Regions from separate parts of the Mus musculus genome. Here region 1 is linked to region 2. A link is a contact called in public Hi-C data. All regions are on one chromosome and are shown on one strand. The core of a region is the stretch at or near the end of the contact, and the rest is flanking DNA. Distances in the headings are between cores, read along the strand shown. Region 1 has its middle 7.8 kb from the start of Gm26065. Region 2 holds the start of Cdk16 (cyclin-dependent kinase 16).

The links. Hi-C and Micro-C count contacts between places; a contact is called where the count stands out from the background.
Region 1: a contact with region 2 is called in a Hi-C map of stem cell-derived primordial germ cell-like cells, with 2.2 times the contacts expected there. The contact joins the enhancer-like site here to the promoter of Cdk16 in region 2. A contact is called at or near these places in 25 of 39 promoter capture datasets (the 3T3-L1 cell line, 3T3-L1-derived adipocytes, the C10 cell line and 16 more), 23 of 484 Hi-C or Micro-C datasets (B cells, CD4 T cells, CD8 T cells and 10 more), 19 of 115 datasets of contacts at active chromatin or transcription factors (the 230-238 cell line, astrocytes, differentiating embryonic stem cells and 8 more) and 4 of 9 other capture datasets (adipose tissue, embryonic stem cells, liver and 1 more).

The regions. Positions count from the first base shown.
Region 1 is chrX:20,789,932-20,795,307 of GRCm38.p6, reverse strand. No RefSeq gene overlaps it. Among named protein-coding and RNA genes, the nearest start is that of Gm26065, 7.8 kb to the left of the region's middle. Within about 2 kb of position 2,742, at least 14 of the 459 cell types and tissues checked have an H3K27ac peak or open chromatin away from gene starts, as enhancers often do. A contact at or near this core is called in differentiating embryonic stem cells and stem cell-derived primordial germ cell-like cells, where this site is marked.
Region 2 is chrX:20,686,385-20,692,272 of GRCm38.p6, reverse strand. Cdk16 (cyclin-dependent kinase 16) reads right to left here and starts at 3,847. Exons shown (of 16, transcript NM_011049.5): 1 at 3,467-3,847.

The DNA of each region.
Region 1 (5,376 bases), core at 1,493-3,992, 100 kb before region 2:
TTTCTCAAAATTGCTTTCCTCTTATTTTGATGTTTCTGCTATTTAGATTATAACTGTTTAGATGGTTCCCTAAAATATTTTGAGATAGGAATACTGGCATATTATGCTATGGATGCTTTCATATATAAAACTGTATTTGGGGCAGCTGAAGAGATGGTTCAGTAGTTAAGAGCACTTACTGCTTTATCATGAAGACTGGAGTTCAATTTCTAGCATCCACATCAGCCTGTTCACACATGCCTGCAAATCTAGCTTGAAAGGATCTATATGTCTGCTGACCTCTGCAGGCACCCATTGCCAGACATCACTCTGTCTCAAAATACAGGGTAAAAATTTTAGCTTAGTAATAAAATACTTGCTTGGAAAGGAAAGGAAAGGAAAGGAAAGGAAAGGAAAGGAAAGGAAAGGAAAGGAAAGGAAAGGAAGGGAAAAAAAAGGAAGGGATCAGTTAGAAGGAGTGAGGAAGAGAGGGACCAAAATGGTTGGATTATGTAGGAAAGAGCAACCCAGCCTCCTAGGATGGAGAATTCAGAGTATGGGTAACAGTAGGAGCTGTGGGATACTGGAAGAGAACCTGTTGGCCAGGTCTGCTTTGATATGTTAAATAGGCACCTCAGCCATTTGTCTTAGGTTTGAAACCTAATAGTCCAGCCTTTTTGTTGACCATAAGAGGCGAAGCAATCTCCCCAATATTATGTCCTGCTGACATTGGGGCATTTGTGTTTCGGGCGGGGAGTAGGAAGAGAAAGCTGGAATACTTATTCTTGAAGAGCAGACTGTTTTAGCGCCTGTCCAAACTCTACAGGACCACTGGGGCTAGGAAAATACAGGCAGAGTTTTGGAGCGGTCTGTGACACTGGACCACCTGGGGCTAGCCACTTTGAAGCTGTCTAGGATGCAGATTTTAAGGGAACACCTGGAGCTAGCAGTCGGCAGTTGATCTGAAATCTGCTGGGACTGATGTCTAGGGAGAAAAAGGAAAGTTAAGGAGTTTAGGGAAGTTGTTTGTTTGTTTGTTTGTTTGTTTGTTTTTAAATCTAGGGTGTACTTTGAAACTTTCAGACCCATGGTCCTGGCAGTTGGGGGAGGGGAGTCCCAAGACCAGCGGAGAGTTAAAAATTCCACCCTCAGAAATAGGAAGTAGGCAGGAAACCTCAGGCTGTTGGTTGATAGGAGAACTTTTTTGGAGTTCATTTGAATTGGATCCAAGTGGATTCCCTGAAGCTTAAAAGATTTTTTTTAAGTTTACAAAAAGAGATAAGTTGTGAGCTATTTTAGCATTACCACTGTTTATAACCTGTACTGAAATGCACATTGTAGATAGAGCCATGTATTGTAGTAGAGTCATGCCTTTGAGTTGTAGGAAAAGTTTGGGGACTCAAAGATGACTTTTGGGTTAAAAGCATGATCACTCTTTCCTCTGTCCAGATGAGGGCGGATATAGATTGGACAGGCACTTTAGCACACTGAGAAGAACTTTAAATCTATACTTAGAAGACAGACAAATAAAATGCTGGAGAGATGGCTCAGTGGTTAAGAGCACTGACTGTTCTTCCAGACATCCTGAGTTCAATTCCCAGCAACCACACGGTGGGTCACAACCATCTGTAATAGGATCTGACTATGACAGTGTACTCATATTTTAAAAAAAAAAAAGAAAAGAAAAACAACAGCAAAACAAATAAAATGTAAAATCTTGAGAGCTTGTGATTATAATAATATGCTTTACCGGAGCTACAATAATAGCTTACATTAATAGCTTATCAGAACTCTACTGATGAATGCTAAAACAACTTTGAAGTCTTTTAATTAATGGTTTTAAGTGTAGGAGTGCTCTGTGTGCATATACACCTGAGCGCCAGAAGAGGGCAACGGATCCCTTTAGATGGTTGCGGGAATTGTATTTAGGACCTCTGGAAGAACAGCCAGTGTTTTTAGCCGCTGAGCCATCTCACCAGCTGGTGAAGTCTTTTGTTGTTGTTGTTGTTGTTGTTGTTGTTGTTTTCTTTTTGTTTTGTTTTGTTTTTTCCAATCCAAGGTTTCTCTGTGTAGCCCCGGCTGTCCGGGAAATCTCTCTGTAGACCAGGCTGGCCTCAAATTTAGAAATCTCCCTGCCTCTGCCTCCCAAGAGCTGGGATTACAGGTATACTCCACCACTGTCCAGCTGGTGAAGTTTTAATATAACAATAACATAGTGAGGGAAAGAATTTTGAAGCATTATTAATTTTTTTTTTTCTGAGACAGGGTTTCTCTGTGTAGCCCTGGCTGTCCTGGAACTCACTTTGTAAACCAGGCTGGCCTCGAACTCAGAAATCCGCCTGCCTCTGCCTCCCAAGTGCTGGGATTAAAGGTGTGCGCCACCACGCCCGGCTGCATTTTTAATTTTTTATATACTTTAAATCATTTCGTTATATCTTTACAGATTGTATTTACACAACTTAAAACAGCCTCCTAGAATTTATAACCTACATAAGCTTTAATTTTTTTATGTAATTATTTATCAGGAGACACAAGTGGTTGATAATTGAGAACAGTCACTGTAAAGAAAGTACCTTTAAATAGAGGAAGAGTAAAAAGTTACTTTGAAACCTGAAACCTGTTTTGGTTTTGGTTTTTTTGGTTTTTGTTTTTTTTTTTTTTTTTTTTTGAGCTTATCTCTTTTTAGCAAGATAAACTGTTCCTCTCTCACAGCGGAGGTCTAAAAGCTCTAGGAAAGCCTGAGGCTTTATATTTGCATATGAAGAGAACTGTGAAGCCTGCGGGGAGAAGGTGCAGGGAGAAGCTGAGTGCTTGCGGCTGTTAAACCTAGAAGTTAGTCAATGAATACCCTCAGAGATCTGAGAAGGATAAATTCTAGCTGGAAGGACAAGCCAAAAGGTCTTTGTTATCAGTTAAAATGTCAATAACATTCCCGTTATCTAAAATGGGTTACTTCAGGGTTCTGTAATCTTGATAGTTTCCTTGGAGTCATATTGAGCAGCAGGGCCTTTGGCTGTCACACCCAAGAGATTTGTCCTGTAGAGGAGCTTGGGAAAACTCACCTTACTTTTTGATCAGGCAAAGTAGGGTGATCAACCCAAAAATGCCCAGTTTGTGTAGGGCCCTGGCAGCAGGTGAGACCCTGGGCAGTTTTCTCCAGGGGTTAGTGTTACCACCATCCAGGTGGAGTCACCATGCCCCATCCGTCTTCTTTAGTGGGATACCCACTAGGAAGAGGCATGTCTATTATGGAAAGCTTAAACTTTGTTTTGTTTTGTTTTGTTTTCGAGACAGGGTTTTTCTGTGTAGCCCTGGCTGTCCTGGAACTCACTCTGTAGATCAGGCTGGCCTGGAATTTAGAAATCTGCCACCCTCTGCCTCTCAAGTGTTGGAATTAAAGGTGTGATCCACCATCATCCAGCTACTTAAATGTTTTAAATGCCACGTTCAGTAGCTCTCTGAAGAGTTTGAGGACAATAAATTCCTTATTTACTTGCTTTAGGCTTAACTTTGAAAACACATTCAGAAGGCTAAATAAAGCTTGTCATTAAATGAACAGTTTACAAACTAGAAGTTTAACAAAGTTACCAAAGATGAAGAAGCTAGACAAATAGTACTGTGACTTAGGAATTTATAAACCATCTTTATTAAATATAGCTTGTCGAACATATGTTGTTAGTTATCTAAATTCTCTGGAAGCCTGGTGTTGAGCAGTTAGGAAAGACATAAATAAGTAGCTATATATCCTAAATCAGCTTTTGTTAATCTGAGTAGACACTATTTGTGGCAGCTTTGACAGTTTGTGTTTGGTTTCTGCACACACACACCTCATACACACAAGGGACTGAGATGCATATTTCACACACCAAAGCAGACTTGGCCCTGGCCTCCTAAAGGTTCTTCCAGCGTCCCTCAGTCCCTATCTGTCCCCAACTCAGAACTTTCCAGCCCAAGGGCTGGGCTGCCCTCCCCCCCCCAGATGTTCTTCCCTTTATAATCCAGACATTTTGATCCCCCCTTCTCTCTTCTCTCTCTCCCTCACTCCCCTTTCCATTAAACCTGTGTTTAATATAATCTAATCTGACTTTCATTGGTGAAATTCTCATTTCCTTGGTGGAGAAATAACTTATCACTTTGGACTGATCTTCCAGGAGCCCGTATAGACCTGATAACTTTTAGGGCCTTGATTTTTAGTTAGATAAGAATTAGGCATGAAGTTACTCATTATTATTGTGTCAAGGTCAGATGTCAGATAGCCATGTCAGCTTGCTTTTGGCTTCCACCCAGCCTGCTAGGTTCCCACTGGCGGGTCGTAACCACACCAACCCCGTGCTTCAAATCCCCCACAGCCTTTGAGAACCACCTCAGGCAAACCCACACTTGGCCACTATATCTTTCTCTCTAGACCCAGAAGGTCTGCTGCGTGAAGGAAAACACAACACAAACTTAGTTCAGAAACAATGGTAACTCAATCTCTGGGCACAATAACTAAAACCTAATCTTGTAAGCCTTATTAAAATCTGATTCCTCTGGTGGCAAATTCTTGCAGATTCGCCATGATACCCGGAAACTCTAGCAGCTACATCTTACCCCTCTGCTGTCCTGTTCCAAAAATAAATTAACACCAGGATCACACTCATATCAACACGTCCAACAGATGACTCAGACCATGTGTGGTGGCTCACAATTTAAATTCCAGCACTTGAAAAGCAAGAGGAAGGTGTGTTTGAGGCAAGCCTGGTCTATATCACCAGTTCCAGGCCAGCCAGGGCTACATAGACTCTATCTCAAAAAGGGGAGTGGTAGTAGACACAGAAATATAATTCAAAAACAGCCAACAACCAAGTAAATATATTAACCAAAAGCATGAAAACATACGTCAAAACACTAAAATTATTCTTCTTGAGATTGGTGTTTTCAACCTCTGTATTGTGACATATACTCACACACACACACAAACATACACACACACACACACACACATACACCCCAGCCATACTGGACAAGCAGACCTTGAACATCTGCCAGGCAGGTGGAACAGACCTTGGCTAAGCAGACCTTGAATATTTGCCACAATAGGCAGAATATACAGGCCTTGAACGATAAGCTTTATTGGCCTGAATAGAGACATCTGCCTTGCCTGCAGCTGCAAACTTTGATGTACTGTAAATGAGCTGACAAGAAATGGAAACTTATCGGATTGGCTGCTGTGCCATTGCTACCCTGCGTTACTGTCCTGGAGATGGGTTTTGTGGGTTTTCACTTTATATACACTGTGCTGAATATTAAGCTTTGATCCTTGATCAGAACCTTGTCTTCTTGACTCCATGTTTCTCTTGCCCCGCGCCCTTTTCATTTCCAGCCCTCCTTTCAGGTGAGCCTTGCTTGACAGTATAC
Region 2 (5,888 bases), core at 2,598-5,097:
ACCCCATCCTCTCCAGTCCATTGTTCAAATATCACCTTTTCCATGAGGCTTCTATGAGTAACCCTATTTAAAGACTCAGCCATCTTGAGCTCCTTCACCTTTCTAATGTGTCCCTCAGATCTTACAACCGCCCCAGAAATAAAAATAACACCATCTACTTATTGGTTTCTTTCCTTTTTTACTGTCTGTCTTCTCACCACCACAACTAGAAAATTTGCTTTACCAGGGTAGATTTCTGTATGTTTAGGCCACTGTTCTATCCTGAGAACCTGGAATAATGGCTGATATCAAAAAGTACATACAGAAGTAGCCGAGCAAGGGGCTGAGAGCCTAGGACCAACTTTTATTGAGGTTAAGTCCCAGACACAGACTACTATAAAGAAGACACTTAGGGATGCTAGAATCGACAACCAGATGACCTAAATGGGCTGTTGGTGGGAATGGGGCCACCAAAAGGTTTAGGTCGGCATTCTTCTGCTTCCTCCTGGGCTCTGGGCCAGCAAGGAGGGGGAAAGACCTAGCTCAGGAGCCATCTGTACTCACAGCAGGGCCTGAGGTGGCCCAGGGCCCAAGTATAGCTAGAATTGAGGTTGAAGATAAGGCTGGGGATGAATTAAAAAGAAATGGGTCACTTGTTACCTTGAAACAAAATGCTTACCCCAGCAGCTCCCACTCCCACTTCTGCCCACTTCTTCACTAGAAGGGAAGGCAGAGCCAGCTTAGCAGAAGAAATCTCAGATAGATAAGAGTAAGATCCACCCACAGAGAATACAGGGCAATCCTGACCTTGGCGACAAACACTAGATCTAGGCCTAGAAAGTGGCCAGTTCCCAAGGACCAACATTTCAGGGAGGACAGACTCCTAAAAATATATACACTTAAACATTTATGAGCAACAAAACTTAAATACCATAATTTCAGTTTTCTGAGCTTCTAAACTTCAGAACAAGTGAAGGAGCAAGAATCAGGAGATAGGATGTTAACGTAGCATTTGTCCTTCTTGGCATTCCTCAGACATACTCACCAGTTCTCAGGCTACTCTCATACCAAGGACACGGACGGACGATAACTCCAACTGCTGAGCACACAGTTGCATTACCACCATACTTACACATGCTCCATTCTGTCCTGACCTCTAAAAGCACACACTAGATCCCCAAGAAGGCCCTCAATATTTATTAACTCCTACTAACATTCACAACGTCTAACTCCCTTCAGCACTCAAAACCTTGCCCTCAACTGTATTGGCATATATTTGCCCCTTTTAAGTAACTCCTACCACCTTCACGTTGAGTCCCTTCCTAGCCTAGATGCTTGTTAGCCTCTCTCTAGCACTGTCCTTCCCAATAATAGTGTCCCCTATGGATTCTGATCCTCCTTAACATGCATTCAGGGTGCTCTACTGCTGACCCAAATTAGCATTCTCTGGACTTTCACACGTCTCTGAATCCTCAGTACATTGTGATTCTTATACAATCCCTGACCAGTTTGGTTCACACTTAGGTCCCTTCACAGTTATGGGTCTCTTGATGTGCATGCAGGGATCTAAACCCAGGTCCTCTGGAAGAGCAGCACATGCTCTTAACAGCTGAACCATCTCTCTAGCCCTTACCTTCAGAGTTATGACCACTGTTAATATACATTCTTTTTTTGTTTGTTTGTATGTTTTGTTTTGTTTTTCGAGACAGGGTTTCTCTGTGTAGCCCTGGCTGTCCTGGAACTCACTCTGTAGACCAGGCTGGCCTCAAACTCAGAAATCCGCCTGCCTCTGCCTCCCGAGTGCTGGGATTAAAGGCGTGTGCCACCACGCCCAGCTGTTAACATACATTCTTGTACTTCCAGTGCACAGTTCCTTCCCTCAGCACAAGATTAATCTTCATTGTATCTTGACCCTGACAGTCCTAACTCTATCAGCACACCTTGAACCCTTCCTTAGCCCTATTCTCCAGGGAGAAATGCACTATTCTGTATCAGACTGACTCTCATTAGTGAATGCAGCTCCTCCATTTGACCCTGACCCCTAATAACATACATCTCAGTTCATGACTCCAATTCACTTTGGCACACCAGTACCTACTCCTATTCCCTGCTTCAACCAACCACTCCTACCACCATTTCTCTGGTTCACAATTGATTTCCTTCATAGCTCTGTTCCTTTCATTATCCACTAGATTCTCCACCCCTCACCCCCAAAAAAACTCTACTTCTGAAGCACTCCTCAAATCAGCACACTTCAGTGGCCCATGGAGAGAAAAAAGGCGTTTTGATGTACATCAGCATATTTTACTTTGTGCTCTTCCCCTAATAGCGTGCATACATTTAAGTGTCTGTATCTATCTAACCCCACAGCAGCAGCCTTTACAACAGTGGTTCTCAACCTTCCCAATGCTGTGACCCTTTACTACAGTTCCTCATGTTGTGGTGTCCCCCAACCATAAAGTTCTTTTTGTTGCTACTTCATAACTGTACTTTTGCTGTGATGAATTATCATGTAAATGTCTGATATGCAGGATATTTGACATTCGACCTCTAAGTTGAGAACCAGTGCTCTAGAACTTCATATATAGTATTGCCCCCACGCTTTCTGGAAGCCTTTATGGACATCCACTCACACCTCATCTTGACCCTTAGTGTGCAAAGCTCTTTATACTTCCTTTACTGACAATCTCCCGTACACATGTACGCACACACCTAAAACCCAGTAGTACAGGCCTTTCCCCATCCTCTCCCATTACACACACTCTCAGGTCCTTCAAAAGCTCTGCCTTCACTGGCATATACTGATCTCACCCTACCTTTATTACATCTACATACCCTCATCTCCAGGACCCTCCATTACCTCCTCTATGAGCACACCCTGGACCCAGAGAAGCTGCCACCCTCAACTCCGTGGATAAACACAGTATTAACACTATCCTGACCCTCATCACCACACACTCGGAACTATGCGTCTATCAGCACACCTTCTGGTAGTACCTCTACCACCCTTTCTCCATTTACACTGGGCCTCTCTGTAGCTCCAACTTCCACTAGAATGTTTTGGAACTGTCTTTACTTCAAACCCTGTTATACCCCATCACGTCCCTCATGGTCCTGCAACCCCTTTCCATAAGCACACTGGGCCTGAAGTCGTAAGGCTTTTTATTACATGTTCCTAGCCCTTTAGCAACTCCGAGAATCTCACTGTATCAATCCATTCCCATAACGCTAGTCCTTTAATCACCCTTCTCCCACTTAGCATCCACAGCACTTCCCATCCTCAGCTCCCAGGACAGGGGCCCAGGGCGGGGCCAAGGTCAGGGAGGCCCCAAATGACCCCCCAGTGCATTCTGGGAAACTCGAGGGGGAGGGGGCACCTGACAGACAAGCTGCCCAGAACCCCTTGGTCTTGTTCCAGCACTGCCTAGGGTCCGGCTGGCTCTCTAGGAAGAGCAGCCCCCACCCTAAGTATCGAGGACACGCTCACCGGAGGGGGCGCGCGAGTAACCTCAGAGCCGCGGGGCCGGCGCGGTGGCGCCTGGGGCGGCGGCCCGGGATGAGGCCGCGCGACCTCCTTTTCCTCCAGTTCGCCGCAGGCGCCCGTCCCAGTAGTCTTCGGCCATGGCTGCTGGGCCCGGGCCGCCGCCGGCTGAGGAGGAAGAGGCGGCGGCGGCGGCGGCGGCTGAGGCGGCGGCGGCGTCCCGCTCAGCCGGCCATGAGCTTGGCCACTGCGGGCGATGCCCCCGTGCTCGCAAGCGCCCGCTGGAATCCGGGTGTTCACGGCGGCTCGTGACTCACAGCAGACAGCTAGCGGAGACGCAGCATATCCCAGAGCCCCCCAGCCAGCGGCCCAACAGCCGCGCGCGCCGCGCTCCGCGCATGCGCACGCACACGCTGGGGGTGGGGTGTGAAGCAGGAAGGAGGAGACTCACCTCGGACTGCGTGTACCAAAAGAGCCTTCTGCAGCGGGAGGGGGTGCGGCCATTGCGTGCCCAGCAGGGAATGTGGCGTTGGCCCTGGAACGGCGCCAGGGGGATTTAGAGAGGGGTTAATAGTTTTGATCTTGCTAGAAATTTACTAGCATCGAGGTGAGCAGCAGCCAGTAGCCAGGCGTGCCAGTCACCACCTTCTTTCCCTACAGTCTCATTTGGTACATCCCCATGGTGGTAAACGGGACTTTTGCAAGGAGAAAAAGAACAGGTGAGCGAAGCAGTTCCAGTCCTTTGTGGTGCCTCGGGAGGCAAGAATTTAAAGGCTGGAAATGACTTTCTAGGAGAGGTGGCCTGGATTACCACCTTAGCTAGGACAATCTAGCCCCGCCCTGCCACCCACCCTCTACCACTAGTTTGTTACCCACTGTGAAACGTATGTGGCCCCACCCTTTTGAAAAAGCTGACGCTCAGCCAATCAAATTTGCTCCCTGCGTCAGGGCTGAGCAAGAATGAAGGGCGTGGCAAAGCTGAAGAAGCATGATCTAGCTTTCTCTTCAGCTTGCCTCCTCCTCTGTACGGTTTTTTATTGGTTTTCGGGCTCGCCTTTTTGTTCTGAGCGCTTCTCAGGAGATCGCTGAATATCCCGTAAGATAATTGGTCCAAAGGCCACTCAGTCAGCCGGTTCCCTCCTTTAACCATTCCCACATTCTCCTGCAGCTTCTTGGTGTGGTGAAACCTAGGCTGAGAAGGAAAGGCCTTTTTAGAGGGGGCAGACTCCACTAAGGCGCAGGTTTGGAACTTTGGCTTGGGCGGAGCTTCTTGCTGCCTCACTCTAATATTCGCGTACAAGCTCCTCTAATTAGGCTTTCTTTACACCTTTCAATTACCTCATCTTGTCCTCTACAGTCTTACTTAACTAGGTTCTGTTACACGGCCAACATTGCCAGGCATACCTCTCATTCTTCTCTGTAGAAAATGACACGATTTCCCGTATCTATCCCAAACAGTTCTGCAGACTTCCTGAGACTTCTTACACTGGCCCCAGGAATTTCCTTGCCTCTTCTGGGCTTCCTTTGGTTGGCCTTCTTTCCCAGTCACGATTTTCAAGCAAGGGCCATTGATTGGCAAGTACTTCTTCAGCCATGAAAGTCGTCCTTGCTAGGATAGACATCGGGTCTATCATTTAACAGACTTAATCTCCTTTCCTCTCACAACAGGAGAATATCCTAGTTCTTGAATATAGCAGGCATTTGTGTCTCTGAGACTTCATACTCGCTGTTGTTGTGCCTGGAATTCACTTGCCCCATATCTACACTTATTTCTTTCTGGTGCAGTTCCATTATTCCAAATCCCCACTTGGCTTTATGCCTTTTGAAAGGGGGGCTTTTAAAATTTGATGTTTATTTGCATTGTTAAAGTCTATTCCCAGCCTTGTGTGTGCTTCCATGCTGAGCTAATAATACCCAGACCTGGTCAACATTTTGTTGTTCTGTTTTCAGACAGTCTTTTGCAGCCCAGTCTCATCTTGAATTCAGTGTAGTCAAGAATGATATTGAAGTCTGGATTCTTCCTGCATCCACCACCCAAGTGCTGGTGTTATAGGCATGTGCCACACACCTGGTTTTATTTGCATTCTACCAACTGAGCTACATCTCCAGCCCATTTGCATTTGTGCCAGGCTCATTGATCAACTTTTAAACAATGAAAAAAATAAATGAATGGGATTGGGTCTGGAGAAATGGCTCAGTGGTTACAGACATTTGCTGCTCCCCAGAGTTTGGTTCTCAGCATACACATCAAGTGGTTCACACTGTATCTCCAGTTCCTTCTTTAGTTGTTGTGGTTTTTTCGAGACAGGGTTTCTCTGTATAGCCCTGGCTGTCCTGGAACTCACTCTGTAGACTAGGCTGGCTTCAAACTCAGAAATCTGCCTGCCTCTGCCTCTCAAGTGCTGGGATTAAAGGAGTGTGCCACCAC